Linked DNA regions of Mus musculus: all the other regions are linked to region 3. Evidence: chromatin contacts called from public Hi-C and HiChIP or PLAC-seq data. All regions are on one chromosome and are shown on one strand. Each heading gives the region's core, a stretch centred on a gene start, on an enhancer-like site or on the middle of the called end of the contact. The rest is flanking DNA. Distances are from core to core; before and after follow the strand shown. Region 1 has its middle 120 kb from the start of 1700041M19Rik. Region 2 overlaps Gm30790 (predicted gene, 30790). Region 3 overlaps Gm30507 (a long non-coding RNA gene).

The links. A called contact is a pair of places that touch in the nucleus more often than the background predicts. HiChIP or PLAC-seq counts read pairs in DNA pulled down with a chosen protein or histone mark.
Region 1: a Hi-C map of uterus shows a contact between it and region 3, with 5 times the contacts expected there. The contact joins two enhancer-like sites. A contact is called at or near these places in 1 of 39 promoter capture datasets (hippocampal neurons), 5 of 15 datasets of contacts at CTCF or cohesin (embryonic stem cells, large pre-B cells, pro-B cells and 1 more), 63 of 484 Hi-C or Micro-C datasets (the AtT-20 cell line, B cells, the Ba/F3 cell line and 30 more) and 2 of 115 datasets of contacts at active chromatin or transcription factors (embryonic basal ganglia and stem cell-derived neural progenitor cells).
Region 2: an H3K27ac HiChIP or PLAC-seq map of regulatory T cells shows a contact between it and region 3, with 10 times the contacts expected there. The contact joins two enhancer-like sites. A contact is called at or near these places in 1 of 15 datasets of contacts at CTCF or cohesin (pro-B cells), 40 of 484 Hi-C or Micro-C datasets (CD4 T cells, CD8 T cells, LSK cells and 22 more) and 6 of 115 datasets of contacts at active chromatin or transcription factors (T-cell acute lymphoblastic leukemia, Th17 cells, astrocytes and 2 more).

What each region holds. Positions count from the first base shown.
Region 1 is chr16:76,893,334-76,898,076 of GRCm38.p6, reverse strand. No RefSeq gene overlaps it. Among named protein-coding and RNA genes, the nearest start is that of 1700041M19Rik, 120 kb to the left of the region's middle. Within about 2 kb of position 1,591, at least 8 of the 459 cell types and tissues checked have an H3K27ac peak or open chromatin away from gene starts, as enhancers often do. A contact at or near this core is called in uterus, where this site is marked.
Region 2 is chr16:76,763,400-76,767,829 of GRCm38.p6, reverse strand. The region is part of intron 1 of Gm30790 (predicted gene, 30790); the gene reads left to right. Among named protein-coding and RNA genes, the nearest start is that of Gm30790, 13 kb to the left of the region's middle. Within about 2 kb of position 1,994, at least 19 of the 459 cell types and tissues checked have an H3K27ac peak or open chromatin away from gene starts, as enhancers often do. A contact at or near this core is called in T-cell acute lymphoblastic leukemia and regulatory T cells, where this site is marked.
Region 3 is chr16:76,199,770-76,204,199 of GRCm38.p6, reverse strand. The region is part of intron 2 of Gm30507 (a long non-coding RNA gene); the gene reads left to right. Among named protein-coding and RNA genes, the nearest start is that of Gm30507, 48 kb to the left of the region's middle. Within about 2 kb of position 1,814, at least 58 of the 459 cell types and tissues checked have an H3K27ac peak or open chromatin away from gene starts, as enhancers often do. A contact at or near this core is called in T-cell acute lymphoblastic leukemia, regulatory T cells and uterus, where this site is marked.

The DNA.
Region 1 (4,743 bases), core at 342-2,841, 690 kb before region 3:
CTGGATTTGAGCTCTCTTAGAATTGCCTGGAACAATACCGATCCAACAAACCTCTGAGCTTTTTGTGTTAATGTTAGGGATTGTGACAATTTCAAATTCTTATGCAAACAGATAGAGTGGCTCACAGCTGCAGTCCCAACACTTGGAAGGTTCCGGAAGCAGGAGGATGAGAGGTGTAAAGCTAGCCGAGAAGAGTGAGCAGTAATAATAATAGCAAGTAAACAAACACTTGCATCCGAACTTGAGTATTGTCTTCCGTCTTTAACCTTTTTTTTAAGCTTCCATCTTCTGAGAGAAAATCCAAGGCATACTGAAGATTAGAAAATACATTATTAGATGGAAAAAGCTGTGAGAATATGTCTCCTATATTTTTTTAAAATATAGGAAATGAAAGATTTCATAGTAATATGTAAGGATTTTTTTAGTGGAAAATTCCAAGAATGAATTATAGACTAAAAAAGGTCAAATATCACCTAAGCTGTGTCAGGGCTCAATGACCAACGCCTGTTAACCAGGTGACGTGTCAAGCAAGGAGAAGGATGGTCAGAGCAGCAGTGGGAAAAACATCTCAGCATGGGCTGGATCCCTAACCTCTGAGTTAGAACCGGCCTGGTCTACCACAGGAGGGTACAACAGGTAGGGCGCTAGTCCCGTTTGTACAGAAAGATCTGTGCCCAAGAAATCATGAATTCTAGGAAGCACATCTGCATTTGTTGTTAAGGAGAGCAGAATACATACATTTGTATGCATACATATATATTACATCATATATATATACATTACATGCTTATACATTCATATTATATATGCATATGCACACACATAACCCAAACACACACACACACATACACACACATATTGTGTGTGTATAATATATATAATATTATATATAATATACATTCCTATATAATATATAAAATATTAATTATATAATATTATATATGATATTAATCCTATATTGGATTATATATGTCCTATATTATATATATATATATATGTGTGTGTGTGTGTGTGTGTGTAATATTAATCTTTTACAAGTGGAAAGGTGAGCCCTTGGAAGACTAAATGACATGTTCCAGGCCATTCAAATTGTTCCCAGTACATCTTGGCTAACTCTTTGACATTCAGTAACTCAAGATAAACTTCAAAGTAGGTTCCAAGTTTTATTTAAAATTTTAACCTTTAAATAAGTGGTGTGTCTCCCCATATAAAGCAGATTAAGACGTAAGTGAGCCAAAAAGCAAACAAACCAAACATGAAAATCCTTTCCAGCAGTCCAAACTAAGAGCATGCTTTCGGCAGACAGTTTTAGAGACCTGCACGGACTCCTGGTCTTTGAATTTCTTGTTTATTTAAGAAACGACGGTAGAGATAACCTAAAATACTCCAACAGGCTATGTTAGTTGCAACCATTCCTAAAAGTTGGGAGAACCCTGGAGCGCGTGGAGGAGAAGCCTGTCAAAGCCAAGCGCTTAACTGAAGTGGTTGCCCTTTCCCCTTGCTTCCCTTCCCAGCACGTAGGACCGCGTTCAGAGCCTCAGTTCTGTTGCTCTCTCCTGCTGGTCAAAGAGGCCCAGGCTTCTCATTAATTTAATGGGAAGCTGCAAGTCCGGCCCATTCTCACCACAGAATGCGCCGCGGTCAGCACTCCCTGTCAGTCCGGATTTATTATTGTCTGTTAGCTAAAGTGCTGCTGTGCCGGAGCATCCGAAAGAGTGCATTCTCCTCCTGTGCACTTTGGGAAGAGTTATTAGCAAGAGAGCAACACATTTGAAATGTCAAACAACAAGCAAGAACAGGTTAATGATCTAAAGTTTGTGTTCTCTCTCTCTTAAAAATAATAAAAAAAAAGCTCTAAGCCACTGAGCCTTTTTTTAAAGGTGGTAGGGTAAAGATCTTGCCTTTTAGTAATGAAATGCTATGAAATGCTAATTGGGAGGAACTCACAGAAGACATCTATTGTACTAGAGATCTAATGAAATGAAAACTAGAACGGATTATGTAACTGGACAGTTAACTTCAATCCAATACAGGGAACACAAGGCCAAGTGTTGGTAAGCCGGTAAGTCACTAACCACACGGTACACCGAGCTGCTGTTCCCAGATGAGCACAAGCACACACACAATTACTGCTCCTGGGTGGATGGAGCCCAGATGATGCAATTCCCCCACCTGAGCAGGACTTTTGACCATGCAGAACCATTCTTTGTTGCAGTTATTTTTGACAGTCTGAATGGATAATCCCTGTAGCCTCTAGACCTAAGAGTTCTCCCTGGGCGTGGGGAAATGTGTGGGAAGTGGGGCTTAGGGAATAGGTAGCTGACCAAATTCTCCAGCAGAGGCTGTGTTTGAAACCACTGTGGTTTGGAGCAATAGGCAGGCAGCTCCTTTACAATGTAAAAATTCATAGATCTTTTCAAAATGCTAACTTGAGCACTTGAATTTTAGATCCTTTAAGTAAAACTAAGGAAAAACAAAAACAAAACAAAACAACAACAACAACAAAACCAAGCCCAAGGCTCCAGGAAGTTACTGACAGACTCAGTTTGGAGGCGGAGGCAAAGCTATTGGGGTTGGTTGGGATTCACTCATACACTGTGGTCCCAAAATGTTAAAAGCAATTTATCCTTATTTTAAGTCTAAAATAAAAGAAAGAGTTGGGACAGAGGAGGACATGAGGGAGACAGTCTGGCGTCTAATAGACTTGGAGTTCATTTTGACAAGTGGGTTTTGCTGGGGAGAAAAAGTTAGTCTCTTACCTACCTTCGGATTCATGTCTTCTATAGAAGGGCAGATTAGCAATAAAATTATTTGGTATGGGAGGCTGAGAAATGAAAAGATGAAGAAGTGGGAAGTCTGATCATGATTCTGTTTCAGATGAGAAAGGCACGGACATTCAGAATCAGAGGGGAAAACTAAACTAAAAAACTGAAGGGGATAACTCAGCCACAATAAACCAGGGACCTGAAAAGGATGCGCTTGCTCCGATTTTCCTCCATGTCCCTTCTTTAGAGAGAAGGCCAGGGTCTTCCTAGGGGTAAGAGAGGGCACACAAATGAAAGGTTTATGGCTTGCTGCAGGAGAAGGTCATCTGGGTTTTACTGCATGCCTTAGGGGAGGAGGTCAAAGAATTCTTTCTAGGTTTTATGACTTCCTTCAGGACAGAAGGGGCTACAGGGAAGGTGAGGGTGACCTTTCTGCTCTTGCTGGTTTCTCAAATGCCCACGGGCCATTTTGGAAGGGAGAGAGCCTTGAATCCCTTCAAATGCAAAACTTTAAAAACCTCAGGTTAATACCAGTGTCCTCTTTGACTTCCACGGCAAGAGAACATTTGGATCAGTGCTTCTACAACGTTTCACTTCACTTCAGAATACCTCGGTCTTGGCAGTTGTCACTTTGCAGCAACAACGGACAGACATAGCAGGCCTGTAAAAGCAGTGCGTCTTTAGCAAAGAATGGTTTGGTTTCTTGATCACATTTAAATCATTGTATCTTGTTTTCCCTTGTGCTGTGGTTGGAGGCAAGGTGATTCTCATTTGTCCTGTGATTGCATTTTCTGCATAGTATTGATCGAGAGCTGAATGCATTCTGAGGAATGGATGTAGAGAAAACATCATATGAGCTATCTTGAGGCTCGTTGGATTGGTATGCCTCACATCATTTTGCCGTGAGAGTGGACATTAAGAACACATATACTCCGTTGGTCTTTAGAGAATGATCAGCAGTCGACTCTCTAGCGAATGTAGGCTGCATCAGCAACCTGGGGTTAGTGAAGCTCTGTGAAATAGGACGGAATAAGATACGAGGTCCTCAGGGACCCCACTGTTTAGCACCTGATTACTGAGCGACTACAGCAATTTACAGAGCTGACTCCTTAGTCAAGAAAATGAAAGAAAAGTCTGATTGTTTATAGAAAAGTAAGTTTTCTGTGTTTACAGAGTAAGAACAGAGCTTGGGCTGGTGGCAATGTAATCAAGTTTAGTGAAGGGTACTTTGGTGTTTACCTGTGGGATGCTGGGTCACATTTTCACCTTTGCAAAAATTTAAACTTAGTTTAAGAAATCTGTTCACCTTGCTCCCTCTTCAACCATTTATTCCCTCACTTCACAGTTTAGATGTGTTGACAGTCTGGTAGGCTGGTGGATGCTTCAGTAGGGCACCTCCTTTCTCCCAGTCCCCTTCTTTCCTCTTTCCTCCTGTTTTCTACTTGAGTGTTCAACATTTTTTTCCATTTCTTCTTTGTGTATTTGTGTGCATGTGTACACATGCATCTAAGTACAGTTACCCATGACGAGAGGTAGAGGCCAGGGGATGACACTGAGTGTTCTTCTCTGTCTCCTCCCCTTATCAATGCTGTCATCACTGTCATCATCATCACCATTATCACTGATGTGATTATAAAAAGATAAAGAAAGATAAGAATATGTTCTATGGGGGTGTGGTAAGGTGTGGGGGAAGGGGTCGTCTCAGTGGGCCCATGCCAAGGCATCCCTTTCCCATGAGGGACCAGCCACACGATGGTGTAGCATAGAATAGAGTTTATTTAGGGCACAGGGAGGGGAGTTAAGAGAGTAGTAGAGGCAGAGAAGTAGAGATAGGGGGAAGGGAATGGGGAAAGAGGGAGAGCAAGGGGGCAAGAGACAAGAGAGCAAGAGTAAGAGAGTAAGAGAGAGAGGAGGGGGCAAGCAGCCCCTCTTATAGTGGACCAGGCCTACCTGGCTGTCACCAGGTAACTGTGGGGTT
Region 2 (4,430 bases), core at 745-3,244, 560 kb before region 3:
GAGTTTAAAATAGGTCATTTCCCTCTTGCTTAGTCAGAGGAGCCTGGCTTCCTTAAATCGAGTGACTAGGTTTGTTCACGAAGTCCTTTTAAGCAATGTAACTGAGTTCCAAACTCAGCCTTATCCTTACTGCTTCAGAAACAAATCCTGAAGTTGAAAAGGTGGCAGGTCACAGTAGGTGCTGGGAAACACCATCAGAGAAGCAACTCCAATGGGCCACAGGCAGCTGAAGGTCCGGATGCTCTGATAGAACATCCAAGAAGGAAGAGCGGGAGACATGAGGTAATGGGACAGGAATAGGATTCACAGAGTAAAAGTTGTCCTCAAAACAGTATATCCGTGAATGTTTATTGACCGCAAAAGCATTCCCAAGTTGGATGTTTTGGGTCCCTTCATTCACAAGACTTGCCTTAGAAGAGATGACCACAAGGATATCAAAACCGACCCCTCATAGCAGGCCATGCCAGTGTCTGTCACAGTGTGTGTTGGTAAAGTATGGCTTGAAGATGAGACGAAAGCTCTTTTAGTAGGGAGAGGAGGAAGAAATGAAGAGGAGGAGAAAGAGGAAGAGGAGAAAGAAGGAGGGAGAAGGGAGCACAGAAGAGGGAGGAAGGAAAACTAGTTATGTTTCATAGCTATAATCTGTCCTGAGAAAATATTTCTAAACTCACCCTGCAAAAATGCTGTCTATAACACCATTGGCATCAAACGGGACTACTTCTTTTCTTCTTCTTCTTCTTCTTCTTCTTCTTCTTCTTCTTCTTCTTCTTCTTCTTCTTCTTCTTCTTCTTCTTCTTCTTCTTCTTTCCACTGTTACTTTTTTTTAAACAGGGGAATTCACAGCAGCTTGCTGTGGTATGCAGGGCAGGCAGCCAGGTATACCTAAGAGCAAGTGCTTGCTGCTTGCCTCGCTCTCACCCGGAATGAGGATACAGGAATGACAAAGGGAGATACTGGGGAATGTCAAGTCAAACAAATCATAGCTCTTCTCTGGTGGCTCCTTTGACCTTGTTCTGAGGTAAGGCACACAGGCAGGCGGGAGGGACATTCATGATAAGCAATGTTTGTCATCTGAGGCTTCTATCTGCTCCAAAAGGAAATCTAAATCTCCCTTATGGAGGCATTGACATTTAGCTTGGCACATTTTCAGATACTAGGGGAAAAAAAAAACATGACTTGACAAGAAAAAAAGTCAAGTGAATACACAGCAGAAGGAGGCCATTACTTCAATAGTTCAGAAGCTAATTTACATAGAAGCATGCAAACACACATTTCTAAACACTAGAATTTCTTTTTTTTCCCCTGCCACCAAGTCAAGTATGACAACTGTGGTTTTTACAAATCACAAATCAAGAAAAATTGGTTCCCCCTTGCCACATCCATAATCTTCCTTCCTTCCTTCCTTCCTTCCTCCCTCTCTCTCTCTCTCTCTCTCTCTCCCTCTCCCTCCCTCCCTCCCTCCCTCCCTCCCCCTTCCTTCCTTCCTTCCTTCCTTCCTTCCTTCCTTCCTTCCTTTCTTTCTTTCTTTCTGTATTTTCAGTCACGTGAAGTTTTTATTTAAACATCTCTGAGTTGTCCTGTCTTATATTAAGCTTTATCTCATGCTAAGATGAGGCAGGTAGTCTTCCAGAGAAGCATAGCATTCATTTCAGGGTGGTTATAAATCTTAAGTTTGGCACCTGCTCGTCTGATGAACCTCACCATACATGCTCCAAGTTTCAGTTAAATGCCTCCTGGGGTAGGGCAAAAAATTTGTAGATTAGGGGGATACTATTTTATATGACAAACGGATCCAGTTGTTTCCCCAAATTAAAACCTAAGGACTCCCGAGGGACTGTGTATACACACATGCTTTCAAAGATGGATAGAGTTTATTCTTTATATGCTTGCTGAAAAGTTTATTTTTGTCCCCCTGTGTGAAGGAGTACCTAATTCTGCCCCCTACCAAACACACACGCTTTGCTCTGTTCTTCTCCGGTCTGAACATCCTGTGACTTCAGTAGTCCTGACATTTTAAGGTAGTATTTGATCCTTCCAAATCTTTGAAGATCATTTTCTGCAGACTCTTTACCGTGCCACCTTTAAAGATAAAAGGCCAGTCTGTGAAGGAGATCAGGTCAAGAAAGTTCAGTTTTGTAATTCCATCAACAGGACACTTCCCACCCTGACTGCCTCCCACATCTCAGTTATTTGAGACAGATTTTTTTTTTCTTTTTAGAAGAAAAAGAGGCCGGGTGTCAAAAGTGCTCGCATTGCATGTCCAAATCACGAAGTCTCTTGAACTCCGACAGGTTAAGAAAAGACAGCCTGCCTTCATACCATCAGCTTTCCTTATTAACTTTGACCTCAGCCCTTTCTCAGTCAGCTGCTTACACATGCATTTCATACAGGAGAGTTGAAGGAAATTCCAGAAGAAAAGCAAGCAGCATAAAAATGACTTTTTACAGAAAGTTCAACAACCTCCGGAGAGATCGAACGTGGCCTGCTGAAGTAGCTGACTTCATTTATTAAATGCACTTCCCGATGTGTTAAGTAACTCTTTCTTCTAAGTGCACGGGGGTTTTTTTGTGGCTCTCCTCCCTTCTGCTCCCCTTCCCCTCTGCAGAATTTATGATCTTCTCCTGACAGGCTTCACATGCCTGGGGCCCATTGGGTAGGGCAGAGGTTTTGCCTCTTCTGAGTCCTGAAGTCATCCTGAGGAGGTGCTGTTACTTCACAGTGTCCCTGCAACACTGCAAAACAAACACACACAGAGTCATTTGGAACAGAAACTCTTTTTTGTCAAGGGCTGCTCTTCTTACAGAGTTTTCTTCTCTGAAAACATATTATTACTGTTATTGTTATTATTATTATTATTATTATCATTATTATTAGTAGTAGTAGTAGTAGCAGTAGTAGTAGTGGTAGTAGTTTTAGTTTTGCTGATTTGACTATGCCAACTGAAGATACTAACCAAATGATATGAAATAGGAAATATTATTGCTTTCAAAATGGTGTCAAAGACCAACAGAAAACCCTTCAAATCCATCTGCCACATGTCAGTTAGATGCTGTCCAGAAAACAGTCCAAGCATCACAATATCTTCCTTAGTTTCAAACTGCCAGTCCAACTCAGTTTAGATCCAGGCTGTGCTTTAGGTCTGAGGTACCAGGACTACCTCATTTCTTCCATAGATTCTTCTGGAGAAGAGCGAAGGACTGGACGCACTTGAACTCTGGAGATCACTGGATACCACCACTTGTTAGATTGTTGGCCAGGATTGGCACTGAATCTTCACACTCACCTTCCTCATGCCCCAAGCCTCCCACAGCTAAATCTAGACTTTTTGGCATCGAGTACAGGTCTGCAATTACCCTTATGACTTCAAAGCTCAGCTTCACAGGTAATTGGGGAATGTTAGCTATGTTCTTTATGCACAAGTTAACTCATTTACACGAGAACAATTAGTGTAACAGTGTCATGAGTCTGTGAGGATTCTATAGCTCACCCGAAGCTACTTAGGAACATATAAACATTCATGTATGCATAATTATCTATTAATGTCCTTTTATATTTTCATTATTTTTATTGTACAAATGAAAATGTTCTTTCTTCGTATCATATAGAATTGACACAGTGACATGAAAATGATGTAATTGGCTCATAAAACCTGGACCTGCCTACGATGTAAACTGAGGCCACTTTAGGGAAGCCAGAGGAAGATATCTTGCTGTGAAATGTGGTCTCCTGTCTGGGGATAAGTAGAAGATGCTGTAGAAGCAGAAGGTTCTGGCATTGTCTGGAAATGGTTCCTTCAGCCATATCAAGTGTGTGTATAAAACAGACCCCAGAAAAGCAGAGCTGCTAAAGAACTGTGTGTAAGCCAAGTGTCTCAATAATCTCCAGTGCCTGAGCTTCCTTCCTGTTGAGCTCGGTGACTGTACTCACTTAGGGACACCATCGCCGCCACCAAGAGAAAGGTCATGAAGCAGGGTTTCTATTAGCGCTGACATTTAACAAGGAGCGATTGATCTGAAAGCAGGCTTGATACTTAGATATAGTCTACCAGTGTTTTCCTAAAATTCCTTTAAAATGAGACTTAAGTCCACATGCTCTTTTTCTTGCCTCTGTGAATACTTTTTTTTTTTTTAAACTAGATCAAAAACTCCCAAAAGCTAGGTCAAGTACAATGCAGGATAATTCATGTCTTCAGTCCCTGTAAAAGGCAGAGAATCTGAGTATCTCCTAGTGAAAGGAGTAATCATAGTTCTTAATGGTATGAAGACACTAGTGACTGATCCCTAGCTATCCTGAGGCCTCATTGCTAACACATGAGCTCAGATGAAATCTAAAATTGCTATTACAGGCCCATTGCTGTGTATCATAATCATTTGAGATTAAAAAAATGCCATAGTTTTGAGTCTTTGGAAACTGCTGCACTTAAGTTCTAA
Region 3 (4,430 bases), core at 565-3,064:
ATATAGTTCATTGGTTGATGTAGGCAAACTATGGTTATGAACTTGACAAGCCCTAACATATACATGGTCATAGAGTGTGAGGTTTTTTCGGTGTCTCAAGGAACCTCAGCATATTAGGAACTGGGAAGAATCTTGTTGAGACTGTAGTATGGTTGTTTGAAAAAAATACAGTGCAGGGCTTAGTGGTCTTAAGGTATGCAGTAGACTTCCATGGTGAACTACTCTAAGCCAGGCTTCTGAAAACTATAGTGCTCTATTGTCTCGAGGTTCTTTGGAGTTGTTGGAAGCTACAGGCCACCTCTACAATCTGTAGGGTAACTCTTTGTTGCCTTTCCTGATTCTCTTATGGTTCTCCAGAAATTTTTGGTTGCCTTGGTTTGGGAGTGCACAACAATCTGTCTGTACTGTCACATTGTGTCTCTAACATCAGAGACACATTTATGGATAAGAGTACCAGAAATATTGGCGGAAGGGTCAGCCTACTCTAGTATGACCTCATCCTATTACAAATTACATCTGCAATGACTCTACTTCCAAGTAAGGTCATATTTCTGGGGCCCCAGGAGTTGGATTTTAATGCAAATTTTTAAGGAAAGTAGCAATATCATTCAAAAATATTAAATATGTGATGTCCAAGCACTCACTGTGTTTTACATTGAAGAAATGATTAGTGGCTTTGGAGAGCACTGAGATCAAACTCAAAGCAAAGTTCACAGCAGTGGCTTAGTGAGTGTCAAGTGGATAAGGGTCCCTGTGAACAAGAGAAGTGCATAATCCGAAGTCAACAGAACGCTGAGGATTTGAGAGTCTTTGAGAATCCTAGCTGCTCATCAGTGTACAGTGAAGGAGTCTTAAGGCAGCAAGTACATTTTCTTAGTGAAGTAATATAGAATGAAATGCTCTAGTTCACTAAAGTTTATATTTATATGGTTACTAACATAATCATGTGTTTGGTTATGTGCTTCCTGTCAACACAAACTCTTAGACTATTACAGTCAGTTCAAAAACACTTATACTGACGTAAGCTTATTGGGTTATATGAGAGTACATGTATACTCACATGTTTTTCCATACTTTATAGTATTCCCCAAGAGTCAAAACATTGCTCAGTTATAAAACGTAGCCAATTTGTCATAACACAGTGGTCTAGAAAGAGAAGGGCATTCACAGTTTATAATCTGAAAAGACTGCTTTTCCCTCAGAGTCTAGAGAAATCACTGGTTCATTTTTCTATGAGGAAGTCAAAGTTTGTTCAACATTTGGAGTTTCTGACTCTCTGTTTCTCATGCACAGGACCCTGGGTTCAGTTCCCAGAACTAAAGAAACAAAATTGAATCCCCTTTGTTCAAACTTGGCAAGACAAAGTAATTAGCAGTGCTTCCAGGTTGTTTTGTTTCCTAGTGTATCGTATATTTAAATATACTTTATGTGTTGTGGATGTTTTTCAGTGAAAATGGAATGTTTTTATAGGCAATTAGTATTTTCAATTAACTAATTGATATTAAAACTGTGTATAGAAGGTTGTTTGCTTCAGGATAGTATTGGGTTTCAATAATAACTTTTGATTCAGGAAAATTCTATACAAATGTGTTCCTATTTCCTTTTCCTAATCTCTCTTGAGAAAGCAAACACGAGTGAATATGTACTTAGCATTTGTTGGTGGGACGGAAGGACTGCTTGGCTCAACTTTGAACCTGGAGCATTTTTCTTTCTAAATCAATGAGTCTTTCCTGCTGAAAGCTCTACTGGTAGAGAGAGAAGCATTAGAGCCCAGAAGCAGGGGAAACCATCCTTGACAGGTTCAATGTTGCCCCCCTCAGGAGTGTCTATGCAATGGAACGTTGCGATCACCGCCCAAGGGTTTGAAGTGCTGAGGTGCAGTCAAACCTTTGAACTTAGGTTGAAAGAGCAAGTGAACATAAACAACACAGAAATCACTCTTCTCCATCTGAACTGGAGGCCGAAGAAAATGCTCTCTATTTGTGTGTGCAGAGCCAGCCTTGCCCTGAGGGGAAAGATGATTCTTTTGATAGCCTGGGAAGTAGCATTTTCTGTAAGAGAAGTTCTTAGGTTATAGGAACTTTCTGGTGACTCACACTAGCTGGCTTCTTCGGTTGAGCTGGGCAGCCCATAATCTCTTCGGGTTCAGCTTTAGGAAATTGCCCCCTAATGGGCTTTAGGTGACAGGCAGTGTCTGGACGTAGGAAGGGGAATTATTGTAGTTGACCCAGAATGGACATGGGACTTTGGAACCTCCTGGATAACATAGTTGCTTACCTTCTTGTTATCAGCCTGAAAAACTTAATCAAGTGACACACTTTTAGTCCCCTGACTGTCTCATGACCAACGGGAAGATCTTAGGCAAAGCTCAATCCAGGAAGATTGTCATAAAGTTTTCGACTGGACTCTGCCTCAGGAAAAGTTTAGCGTGTCCTGGCTTGCGTTCATAATGCTGACTCTGAGAGCTTAAGGTTTTGCCTTTTTTTTTTTTTTTTTTTGTGCCCTTTGTGGTGTTAGGAAGCAATCACAGGAATGCACACATGGTAGGAGATGTTCCGTCATGCAGGTGTATCCCTAGCCTGAAGGAGTAATGTGTTCTGGAATACAGTAAGTAACGTTCTTAAGCTCACGTACAGAACACCATGTAGCAGATTCATTCCTGTTTTTACAAAGGCTGTGGAATGGAGGAACCATAGACTTGCTAAAGGTTAGTGATGTCAGGAATGAGGAAAGACTTGTTCACGTGGAAGAGAATCTCATCCAAAGCTATGGCAATACTAAAACATTACTGTGGCAGCTCTCTCTTGCACGTCCACGCTTGCCCAAGTTTGCTAGGCAGAAGACCCTGGAGTCCATTTCAGAGGAACGTTTTGTGTTCACAGTGACATGGCTGTCACTCTTACAAAGCATCTGCTTTCTGTGCCATTAATCACACTTCTTTTACAAATATAATTAAATAGAAGTGATGACAAATTGGAGTAATGCTTTTATCTTAATAGTAGGCTTTAAGTATTTGGCTGATGCTATGATGTCTTTGTTAGACACGAGAAAGAGGATTATAATATACAAAGTCATGAAATATTTGTTCTATGCAAAGAAAGGAATCCTCAATCATTTTTATTTACATTCCTGTACAACCTGGGTCAGTCTGCCCCAGGAAATTCTCTTTTCTAGAGAAGTCTGCACACTGACCTCGTAGAGTAAACTTAGAGCATGGAACAAAGTCAGCCAAGGCTTTTGTTTGTTATGCATAATTATTGCCAGTTTCCTAGACTAAGACAGGGAATCATTAGTCTAAATAATTTTGGACAAAACTGATTTATTACTTAATTTAAATTTTTTTCATGTTCTTTAGATAGTAAAAAAAAAAAAAAAACAACAACATTTCTCTTCACTTTAGGATAAAAATAACAAACCAATCCATTAGTTACATAATTTTAGATTCTACTTCACCAGAAACATGTATTTTTTTTTTTAAACAATTGATTTTATTTTATTTTTTTAAAAAGATCAAAGACAGTCAAGTCAGGGACATGTCTTTAGCAGTTTGCATTGGTATAGTCGATTTAATTAAATAAAAGAGAAAGTAGAAGAAATCCCAGTTAGTTATGGAAAGTTAAACTATGTTATAAATATGGCTAAAGTAAGGGAATTTGTATGCCTTATATTTTAAAGGCACTGATAGGGTGGAAATAGGAGTGGCCAGCAGGGGGCTTTTTAGACTTCATCCACCTTCCAGTGTAGGAAACTGAAATGACTTTTTTCCTAAGAAAGGAACTGAGTGGGGAAGCTGAGCCCCTGTGCTTGGACAACAGTCAAGTTCCCTTCTGCTAACTCCTGTCTTCCTTTTCCCTCTCCAATCTTATTTTCCAAGACCTGGTAGGTGTGGCCCACGTGCTGGACTGAGTTATCGCAGGTCTTCAGTCCTCACCTTACACTCCACCTCTGAGAGCTTCCTGGGGAGGAATGGAATGATTGCTCCCTAGTAGAGATAAACTGAAAGGGGGTTCAGAGCAAAACGAAAAGCACATTTTAGTTATACGGGTGATGTGATAGTTCTAGAGAAAATGGCTTCATCTTCCTCGTGGATTTGCAGGGAGCACTCTGGAGCCAGGACTGGAAGGAGTAAAGGAGCGCCGGACAAGGCAGTCTTATACGACATTCTTTTGTTTGTTTTTGTTTTTTGGTTTTGCAAGACAGGGTTTCTCTGTGTAGCCCTGGCTGTCCTGGAACTCACTTTGTAGACCAGGCTGGCCTCGAACTCAGAAATCCGCCTGCCTCTGCCTCCCAAATGCTGGGATTAAAGGTGTGCGCCACCACGCCCAGCCTTATACGACATTCTTATTTACTTATTTTATTCGTTTGTGTTACTCTTATTGCTTTGAGTCAGGGTAGCTCAGGTTTTGCTGTGTAGCCCAGGTTGGCCTTGA